3 separate regions of the Mus musculus genome follow, and all the other regions are linked to region 1. Evidence: chromatin contacts called from public Hi-C and HiChIP or PLAC-seq data. All regions are on one chromosome and are shown on one strand. Each heading gives the region's core, a stretch centred on a gene start, on an enhancer-like site or on the middle of the called end of the contact. The rest is flanking DNA. Distances are from core to core; before and after follow the strand shown.

What was found. A called contact is a pair of places that touch in the nucleus more often than the background predicts. HiChIP or PLAC-seq counts read pairs in DNA pulled down with a chosen protein or histone mark.
Region 2: an H3K27ac HiChIP or PLAC-seq map of microglia shows a contact between it and region 1, with 7 times the contacts expected there. The contact joins two enhancer-like sites. A contact is called at or near these places in 2 of 115 datasets of contacts at active chromatin or transcription factors (embryonic basal ganglia and microglia).
Region 3: a contact with region 1 is called in a Hi-C map of CD8 T cells, with 6 times the contacts expected there. The contact joins two enhancer-like sites. A contact is called at or near these places in 1 of 484 Hi-C or Micro-C datasets (CD8 T cells) and 2 of 115 datasets of contacts at active chromatin or transcription factors (astrocytes and pancreatic cancer cells).

What each region holds. Positions count from the first base shown.
Region 1 is chr13:107,099,970-107,103,454 of GRCm38.p6, reverse strand. The region is part of intron 4 of Gm31452 (a long non-coding RNA gene); the gene reads right to left. Among named protein-coding and RNA genes, the nearest start is that of Gm41051, 20 kb to the left of the region's middle. Within about 2 kb of position 1,679, at least 105 of the 459 cell types and tissues checked have an H3K27ac peak or open chromatin away from gene starts, as enhancers often do. A contact at or near this core is called in CD8 T cells and microglia, where this site is marked.
Region 2 is chr13:108,076,320-108,079,804 of GRCm38.p6, reverse strand. All of the region lies in intron 3 of Ndufaf2 (NADH:ubiquinone oxidoreductase complex assembly factor 2), which reads left to right. Among named protein-coding and RNA genes, the nearest start is that of Smim15, 34 kb to the right of the region's middle. Within about 2 kb of position 1,839, at least 16 of the 459 cell types and tissues checked have an H3K27ac peak or open chromatin away from gene starts, as enhancers often do. A contact at or near this core is called in microglia, where this site is marked.
Region 3 is chr13:107,829,409-107,832,893 of GRCm38.p6, reverse strand. All of the region lies in intron 5 of Zswim6 (zinc finger SWIM-type containing 6), which reads left to right. Among named protein-coding and RNA genes, the nearest start is that of Zswim6, 59 kb to the left of the region's middle. Within about 2 kb of position 1,538, at least 111 of the 459 cell types and tissues checked have an H3K27ac peak or open chromatin away from gene starts, as enhancers often do. A contact at or near this core is called in CD8 T cells, where this site is marked.

The DNA.
Region 1 (3,485 bases), core at 430-2,929:
GGTGAGCATAAACCCAGACGTATTTCCTGCCTATGAATACTCCCGCACCTACATTCAATCAGGGGTGAGAATACATCCTGAGGTATTTTCTGCCCACGAACCTCCGGCCTACCTGTGATCAACCACATCTGGTGCAGGCGAGTGAAACTTGTTTAGAGAAATGAAAACATCAGTAACCTCCGGTGTCTAATTTTCGTTCTCACACTGTGAGGGGGAGCAGCGATGAGGACGCACAGGGTCCATCTGGGCAGGTATGCGCCTGCTCTTGTAGCGCCACACCCATAGGGAAGCAGCTTTGAATGTGAGGGCCACACCCACAGTCTACACTCTTTAGCCTCTGCCTTCCTCCCTACCAATTCAGCTGCTCCCTCCACTTATTTTGTTTCATTTTGCTTTTAATGTTTCCCAACACTGATTCCCCACTATTCTATGTAGCTGAGGATGACTTTAAACTTCTGTCTCTGTCTCCCAAATGCAGGGATGCCATCCATGCTCGGGCACACCAGCTTGCTTGCTTGCTTGCTTGCTTGCTTGCTTGCTTGCTTGCTTGCTACTTTGATTCTGGACTTTTCTGAGTTTCTCTTGTTGGCTGCTGTCTCTGACACATCTGGCTGTCATCCATGAGTGGTCTAACCTCCTGGGCAGATACCCATTATTAGATCTATTTTAAATATGATTGCCTTAGGCCAAGTGACAAATTCCTAATCAGTCGCTCACAGTCAGTTATCGGGATCAGGTGACAGAAGGCCTGCCACTGGGCTCCAGAGGTAAAATCTGCGCATGTCCACTACCGCATCAGTCACAACAGAGTGCAAGTTTTTCTTCACAGTCTAGTTCCCTGCAGGACACTAACCCTAAGACCGGTAATGGCATCTTCCTCTTCACACCTCCAGCACAAAGCTGGTGCCGGGTAGGCTCTCAGTATAGCTCTGTCAAAGTTAATTGAGCCGACAGTAAAAGCAGACAGCCAAATTTGAATCGCAGGGATGATATTTCTCTGCTGCTCAATGAGTGCAAATTACTTGACCTTTCTGAACTTTCTCCTCCTATGTAGGAAGGTCTTTATTGCACGCCACAGAAATCCACTGTTACAGATTTCTTCTCAGATAACAAAAGATAAATGCACTTAATTTACAATATAAAAACCTTCATGATAAATATTAAATAAGACATCGGCATACATGTCGCCTCTCTGGCTGTACCTCTGCCATGTGTTGTAACTATGTGCAAATATGTGTTCCTTCCCATCAGAGGGTCCCAAAGAACGGGATCTGGGCTTCCCTAACTTCTGTATCCTTGTCTCCTCCTACGCTAAAGCTCTGCACAAATTAATAGTGTGAAAGGTCAGCAGATTCAGGTACCGCTTGTACTTAAAATCTTCACATTAGGGTTTTTTGTTGTTGTGTTTTACAAATCAAACACTGGTCGCATGAAGCATCATGCATACATTAAATTCAAATCTATCTATCTTCGACAATTCAGAATGCTGAACAGTTTCTCAGAGCAAATGAAATCGAGGCTCATGGGGATCCAGTCTTTCAGTGTGTGTCTCCATCTACTGTATTTACAGGAGAGTTGCTCCCTCTCAGAGTGACTTTCCTCAGCTTCTCTCTGCGGACAGTCAAGCCGCAGCCCTGGGATACGAGTGCATGTCCTCAGCAGCCACTAGGGGGCAGGCTAGCGTCTCTTGCAGAGTACTTACCCCCAAGGGCAAGTGAGTCTAGAGGAAACAGTAAATACACCAGTTGTGACCGCGTTGTTTCCAAATGGAAAAATACACGCGGGCATGTCCAGATTCTCATTTCGTATTCCTTTCGCTGGATATGTGATCCTTCGGCTCAGCTTACCTCTTGTTTTCTATTTCCTCCTTCCAAGTCTTTCTCCTACGGGTTGCAACAAATGAGCCTTTTTTCCCTTTGAGAGGCTTAACCCACAAAAACAAATCAGGAGGTGACACAAACACTGCATAATTTAGTTAGTGAAGGTTTGATGGCTGAGGTTTCATTTGGGTTTCTCTTAGAATAAAGCCTGATTTTTCTCAAGTTTTTCATGTATTAAACAGCTAGTCAAGATGAAGGGGAGACAGAGATTCAAAGAAACAAAATAAAAACAAACAAACAATGAGCGGGAAAGGGATGGGAGGTCTGTTATAGAGGGAGATCAGAGAATAAACAACTGCTGAAAGATAGCTTCAGAAAAGAAGTTGACCTGAGGGTCCTATTGGTCCATGCCAAGATATCAGCACCAGACAGACAGCTGTCTGCTGCTGGCTGGAACTTCCGCAATTGTGACAGCTGCTTCCTCATCTGGAATGAAAGTGATTTGGACTAGATAATCTTCTAACTCAAAAGTGGGTCTGTGCCAAACGAGGGAAAGCATGGGGTGGGTGTATAAGAAAAACTCTGGGAGACTCTGAGAACAAACAAACCGAGTGCAAAGCCAGAATTATCTACCAGAACACCTGCTTGCAGACACAGTATGTCCTCCCAGATAGAGCTCCGCCCCTACCTTGCCCCTGACCTTCCATCTACTACTGCAAGCCCAGGGGAGGTGGAAGGCCTCTGAGCCCCAGGAACTACGGAACAACGGGACTGGTGTAAGAGAACTGGTGTGGGCTGAGACTCTGAAGGAGACATTTTCAACCCTAAATGACAAACTACTAGCATTCTAACAAGAACTTGCTCTATCCTGGCTAGGGGAATATACACCCCTGGGGACTGGGTCGATCTTCTGTCCTGGGTGGTTTGAGCTGAGCTGCAGGTGTCCCTGTGAACATTATATGACATTTAGGAAAAGCCAGTATCTTTTGATCTTGCCTGCACTGTTGCAATTATACTAATTTCATAGCACCCTAATAGTCAACCAGGCTGTGGTTTCAAAGCTAATACTGTTCTCTAACATCATGATAACCGATTAATTACTATTTACCAAGCTCACATTTTCATGTTAATATTTCTGAGAGCTGTCTCCACATAATCACCATAATTACTGGTGATAGAGCTTCCACCCCTTAAAGTTAGATTACTTATAGCCAGTGTCCTTATAGGTGTAAAATATTACTTTACACATAAAATATACATGTATGTGAAAAAGTCAACATAAACTGCTACAAATTTGCTTCATCTGCAATTTCAAATATGCACCACTAGGGGGATGATGCTATTTAAATGGTCACTCTAGGGCTCAGTTCTAAAATGCAGATTCCTAGGCCTTGCGGACTTAAGAATTTTCTGAGTAGGAGGTTGTAAAATATCTGCCTTTTAAATAAATCTCCGGAGTGAATTTGAGGCATGCTGTCAGATATCAGTAATTAAACTCTTTCTAGCTCGTGTAACTGCCCTGCTCTCTCTCTCTACAGAAAAATTACCATCAAAATGAAATCCACATTTCTCGCAGCGGGCCTCAAGTCCCTATGAGATTAAAACTTAATCAGCTCTCCTAGGACCTCCGATGCTCTTCTCTCGCTGTTCTTTAGAGAAACCTTG
Region 2 (3,485 bases), core at 590-3,089, 980 kb before region 1:
CTTGATTTGTTACTATGAGGTTGGATTTTATAGACAGATTTGAGAAATGAGCTTGAGTTTCCATCTAACAATTATAGATTAACCTTGTAAAACATATTTCCAAGCTGAACATTGCCTGCTCTGTTTTCAGAGGGGTTCACATTCAGGTACTGTATGTCAGGACGGCTCAGCACGCGGCCTTCAGTGCGGTACAATGTGAGCTCTCTTTCACAAAGCTAATGAGGTAGACTTTCCCTGACTCTTAGTCTATTAGAAGCCATTAGTAGCAAATGTTTAAAAATATCGTTCTTTTCAGACTAACAATAGTTGGAAGCATAATGCAGTCTTCTGTTTGAAAAGTGGTTATGTTTATTGCTAATTATTGACAAAATGCATGATGATTCAGTAATATGTTTACAGACAGTAAAAAAGAAAGCTATAATATTAACAGTCTGCCGTCTTTACTTTTAACATGTGCTTCATGAAGGGAAAAAGGAGTTCAAGGAACCAATGGAGACAGAGCAGTCAGAGGCGCTTGGAAATGGTGCTGATGTGGACTAAGTTCGGGAGATGTGTAGGCGCACTTAGCGTGGCTTTGCTTGCTTCCTGGACCATGATCTGGACTCTGGGCTGGAAGCTCCAGAGACTCATTGTCTAGGCTGAAGGTCGTTTAACTCTGAATCGCATGGTCTTGAAGTGGTTACCAGAACTCCAAGTACTGGATTACAGTGGGGGCAACAGGAGCTTGGTTAGTATTCAAATGAGGGGAATGTATGAATTAAATGCTTAGTTGCTTCATACTTATTTAGTGTTGCCTATTCTGTCCATCTTACAACTGACTCAGGCTGACCAAGCAGTGCAAGTGCTTGGGAACGGTTGTTGTTTCTGTTGTCTCTCAATATAAGGCAGAGTCTGATAGATTGGAATCAAAAAGTGTCATGTGCTGGCTAAGACTCTCCAGGACAGTGTTTATCAGGATTATCTGCCAGCATTTGTCTCTCGAGTCTCCTCTTCTCTGCTCCCTATTCTGAGTGCCGTGTCTCTCGTACTGTTTTGTTTGTTTGTTTTATTTTCAAGACAGGGTTTCTCTGTATAGCCCTGGCTGTCCTGTAACTCACTTTGTAGACCAGGCTGGCCTCGAACTCAGAAATCCGCCTGCCTCTGCCTCCCAAGTGCTGGGATTAAAGGCATGTGCCACCACGCCCGGCGTCTCTCATACTGTTACTGCAGTTATATTCTAGTCAGAGGCTGCTGGCCTGCCACTTCCCTGCTCTGGCCTATAATATGTTGATTTTGCAGTTTAACATTCAGAGAGGAAGATTGCTTCTGAATTTTTAAGGCCTATTTATTTCAACGTTGTCTCCAAGTAACCGATATTTATTGAGTTCTCTGTGCTCTGTATTCTTAGGCATATATAGCCCTACTTTCCTGTAGACTTAAATTACAGGGTAGGAGTATATGTTCTTGCGAAAAGTAGACCCTTCTTACCCCAAATCTCATCTTTTTAGGATTGTGGTCGAAACGTATAAGGAAACTGTAGCATGTTCACACTCTGGGGTCCAGCACCACAGACTGAGAGAAGTGGACTATGAATATGGGTGACTCTCAGAAAACATGGAAGTGCACAAACAGCATATCCCAGGAGTTCCATCTTGTGTGCCAATTATGTAAACTTGGAACTAGGGAAAGATACGGCATTCCTAAGGTGGGGAGTTAACGGAGCACTTCACATTTACAAGTCTAATGGAAATGACAGCAACAGAGAACATTTTAAAAGGCCAAGATGGCATCTATGCTTTGGGGGCTAGAAAGCATACAGACAGTTGGTAACAGCCTTGCCAAAAACGGTTAGGAAGTAACCCAACGTGAGCACAGAACTCACAGTGCTTTATAGTCAGTCAGCAGTGTCTGGAAACTGAATGTGGGTGACCTGGTGCTAAAAACCAGGAACTGATTGGAAAATTTTTAGTTGTAATCTGCTGCTGACCATTTAGTAGAAGAAACAATAAAGTTAATTGTTACAATTTCCTTCTCTCAAAGCCATCACTGATTCGGGGAAGTGTCATCTACAGATACTGAAACGCCTGCTTTCTGTGTTCTAGCAGGCCTCCCAGGCTGAAAGCATAGCACCGTGAATTCCGTACTGCTTACAAAAGGGGAACTAGACCTTCTTACCAGATAAATCTGGCAGACAAAACCCTAGCCAGATGGTCAAATGTTTTGCTAAGCCATACAAAATTGATGTTACGAGTATCTTCTTGTTTAAGGCATAGAATACGGCATCATCTGTAAAATAACTTACAAAATGCATAAGCCTAATATAACATGAGAAAATGATCAGAAAACATAAGTTGGGAGACATTCCATCAAACTTCAGCCCTGTCATGTCAGTGTTGTGGACAGCTAAGTTCAGGAAACCTAACACTGCGCTGGGGTAGGACTTGACTGTGGAGGATAGTTAGGCCCAACTGGTGAAGTCGAGGCCTGTGCCGTGTATTAAATAACAACTCCTATCAGCGCTAAGTCTGCAGAAAAGGATGATGGTAAATTCTCTTGGTGATAGTTCACACCGGCAATAGCTCCTTCCCTTCCAGTTGGAAACTCCAGGTTCATACTTGTGAAGGAGAAAACAGTCCAGTTCAAAATATCCATGCAGATATTGCACATTGATCTGTAACTGTTGGCTTTTGGGAAACGGGCGGGATAACTCATTTCTAGTCAAAAAGAGTTAACTCACAAAGCTTAAATCTGAAGAACAAAGGCGTGATGTGGTGTTTCATGGCTGCTGCAGAATGCTTAAGAGGCAGAGCCTTCCGTGTAGCTCTTCAGCAGTTCTTTGATCCTTGTTTCAGCCTTGGCTGGCACCGTAAAGGGCAGGTGACCGTAAAGGGCAGGTGAGCACTGGGTTAGAGCCCATGCTTAAGGCTTTACTAACACACTTGAGCCTCCACGTGCATCCCTAGCCCTGCAAACGACCACTCAGAGGCAAATAGAATGTGTAAAGTAGCTGCTTCGAGGGAAGGGATTATAATATTTTTTTCATGACAAACGTGTGGCATTAGTCCTGCAAACTTCAACTTAAGAGAGAGGGAAAAAAAGAAGAAAGAAATTGTTTTGTTTTGAAAGATAGGCTCTTGCACTGTAGCCCAGGTTGGCCCTGAACTCGAAACAGTTTTCTGGTCCTACTCTCCTGGTTCCTGGTATTGCAGGGGTGAGGCCCATGCAGTGCTACACATGAGGAGTGGCTGATCTTCTCAGCTTTAAGTTCTGTGAGCCAAACCCTTCTGTGGTAGACCTAGTAGTTACTCCAAACACTCTAAGGTAGTTGTAGTGTGAAACAGTTGTAGGCAGCATATCTGATTGTGGTTGTGTCCAATAAAACTTTATGAAAACAGTAGGTCAGTTTTCACATTCTCTCTGTTTATGCAGTCTTTCACACATACACACACAATATACATATACATACACATATACATATACAATACACATGCATGTATATGCGTACG
Region 3 (3,485 bases), core at 289-2,788, 730 kb before region 1:
ACACGATGGCTCAGCAGGAGAAGACAACTGCCACCAAGTCTAATGGCTTGAGTTGGATCCCTAGGATGCATATGGTGGACACACATGGGGAAAACCAATTCTCTGAGGATGTCTTCTGACCTGTACATGTATGCTGTGCACACACACTCATGTATATGTAAAATTTTTTGAAGATTTATTCAGGTCTTTTATGTATATTTGTGTGTGCCTAAGTATATGTATGTCTAGGTGCCTGGAAGGTCAGAAGAGGGTGTCAGATCCCCTGCGGTTGGAGTTTTAGGCAGTTGTGAGCCTGTATTGTGGGTACCGAGAACAAAACCTCGATCCCCTTCCAAGAGCTCAGGTGCGCTTAGCTGCTGAGCCACCTCTTCAGCCTGTTGAAAAACAAAAACAAAATAAAAATGAATTTTAAGTAAAGCAACTACACATTAGGAAGACTGAAAGACCAATAGAAAATTGAACAAAGGGTATGGTGGGATCGTCTACAAAGAAGCAATCTGCTCTTAAAGGGTAAACATGCCCTGCTGCATCCCAAGGATGAACAGTGTGCATTAAAGTACTGAAATCTGTTCTCCAAAAAGAATTTTGGTAACAGCGGCTGAGCAAAGACTCTGCAGTCGTGTGTCACAAAGGGAACACACAGTACAAAATGCAGAGCTCGAGAGATGCTCGAGAAGATGTGCAGCTTCAGGTAGCAGCAGCGAGAGGGTGCTAGACAGCCTCTGTGAAGGAGGTGTGCACACACTCAATGTCCAGTGCAGGTGTTGCCTGGGATCCAGTGATGCTCCATGGAGGTGTTGTAATTAAAGATGGTTTAATGTAGTCCAGGCTGACCTTAAACTTGCTGTCTAGCTGTGGAGTTAGTCCCTACTGAGCACCATGCTGCCAGAGATAGGGCTGGGTAGCTATTCTGCCACTGTATGCCCTTTGCTCTGCAGTGTGACCTATTTGAAGCTACTCTATATATACACAAAAAAGTTTCTGAAAGCATAAATTATGAAGGGTCTTGAGAATATTAGAATATTTAGTGCTGCAGTGTAGCTCAGCGATAGCGTTCCCATGCATAGCCTGCTCAGGGTCCTAGTTTATTCTTCAGTATTATTATCATTAGGAAAAAAAAGGCTTAAGAATTAATAAAATGTTTTTATGCTTAAAAATTAACGTTATTTTCAGAAGCAAAATTTGGGTACTTTAGTTAGGTAGTGGGGAGCATGTGTGTTTAATTAAATTCCGTCTTCAGCAGTATTAAAAGTCAATCAGTTGTGATTTGGTGAGAACATATTACAGACTCATGGGAAGACTGAGTTGCAAGGAATGTTTTGGACCCAGAAAAGAAGGGGTTAAAGGTGAGATGCAGGTAAGAAAGGGTTAAGGGCATTATGCAAGCTGTTAAGTAAAAAGGAAGTGCATTACAAAATGCTGAGCTCAGGAGTCTGGCTGCCAGCCAAGCCCTTGCTTCCCTCACTACAGCTGAGGGCTTTCGAAGCTTCCCACCACTGGGTTTGTCTGAACTGTTTAGGAATGCGGCCGCGGTCGCCAGCTGACGTCAGCGCCACCGGTTCAGCCCCAGGCCAGAGCGGTGCTCAGACTCTGCTTGCTGGAGTGGGCGGGGAGGGGCGGGGCAGGGCGGGATCCGTAAGTGATTGACAACGAGAGGGTCGGATCGCTTTGGGTGCCGGAGAGGGTTACAGAAACCTTGGGGTGAGGGAGCAGGTTAGGAGTTTTTAATACTAAGATTGTCGATAATGATACTTTGTAGTAAAAGACAACAACTTTCTTTTTTGTAAGTTCGGTACGGCTTCTGTTTAATTTTAAACAAAACCAAATATAACTTACATATTAACTTGGATATTTCAAACTCTATTTCCCCTCTTTTGAGAAAGGAAGAGACTGTAAAGTCTTGCAGATTTTTCGGATGAAGGAACAGAAAGGTGGTTTTTGCTGGATACTGAGACCTTTGACTTTTGTTACTAAAATCCATTTTTATTTTTGACTTGGCACAGGAAAGAAATCTAAGAAGCTCTCATGCAGTGTAAAGCAGAGATCAAAAAATAGGGAAATATAAGTGAAAAAGAGTCAAATTCGAAAATATCTGCATGAAAACCATCCTGGACACGATAGCTCTGGGTTATTGAGGCTGACACATTAGCCTTTGAAGAAAAATGTTGGCTTTAACCATGATGGCATCTTTACTAGGCTTAGAGCTGTTTTTCTCTTAAATCTGTCCCTTTTCTGTGCCTGTTAACAGTTAACTTCACCGTTCACATTTGTTTTTCTTGACTTAATTAAATCATTTTGCTTAGTCATAGCTGAGAGTTTTGTTCGTCTTCTAGCTCTTGGTTAATGTGAGTGAGAATCACAAATTTATTAGCTATTTTTGTGTGTAGGGTGTTTAGGCAACTTGAGGTGTGGGTAGTGGACCTGGGACAGTCCTGGATGAAGGCTCTGAAAAGGGGTCACTGAACTTCCTGGAAAACTTCAGTGACTTGACTAGGTTAACAAAGAAAGGCTGCTTTGATTGGCTGCTGAAGTTACCTCTGCTGTTCATTTTAATTGACTGTTAAGAAACATCTTCTGGAGCTAGAGAGAGATGGCTCAGCAGTTAAGAGCACTGACTGCTCTTCCAGAGGTCCTGAGTTCAGCTCCCAGCAACCACATGGTGGCTCACAACCATCAGTAATGGGATCTGATGCCCTCTTCTGGTGTGTTTGAAGACAGCTACAGTGTACTCACATAATAAGTAAATAAGTAATTCTTTAAAAAAAAAAATCCAACTTCTTCTGCGTGATCTTGATCATTCCATTAGGCGTCGTGGTCACCCATCCTGTGAGTCACGAGGGTTTAATTATGTGAAGAGGCTTATAGACTAAGAAAAAATACACCACACAAACTTGGACTTTGCAAGTTTGGCAGAGGCAAAATGGTCAGTCACAAATTACCCAAGGGCTTCTGAGGGCAGTGCTAAACTGACAGAATTTAAGGGTGTTCTGAGTTTTTATAGCAGTATTGTAATAATTGGAGTGTTTTCTTCTCAAAGTGTGCATGTGTGTGTTTTATGGCAATATTTAGGATAAAAACATGCACTTGTATGTAACAATATAAGATGATTGTGATTGGCCATGTGAGTTTCCAGACCCCTTTTCTGCACAAAGGTCACAGTTAAAGACATCATCACTAGTTTTTTAAAAACCTGTCTTTCGGTATCTGCTTTTGGGTCAGCTAGGGTTATGATGTGTGTATGTTACCATTCTTTAAAACTTCTTTGCCGGGTGGTGGCGCACGCCTTTAATCCCAGCACTCGGGAGGCAGAGGCAGGCGGATTTCTGAGATCGAGGCCAGCCTGGTCTACAGAGTAAGTTCCAAGACAGCCAGGGCTACACAGAGAAACCCTGTCTCGAAAACAAACAAACAAACAAACAAACAAAACTAAGACATGGATGTATGGGGGGTGGGCTGCTGCTGCTGCTGCTGCTGCTGCTGCTTCT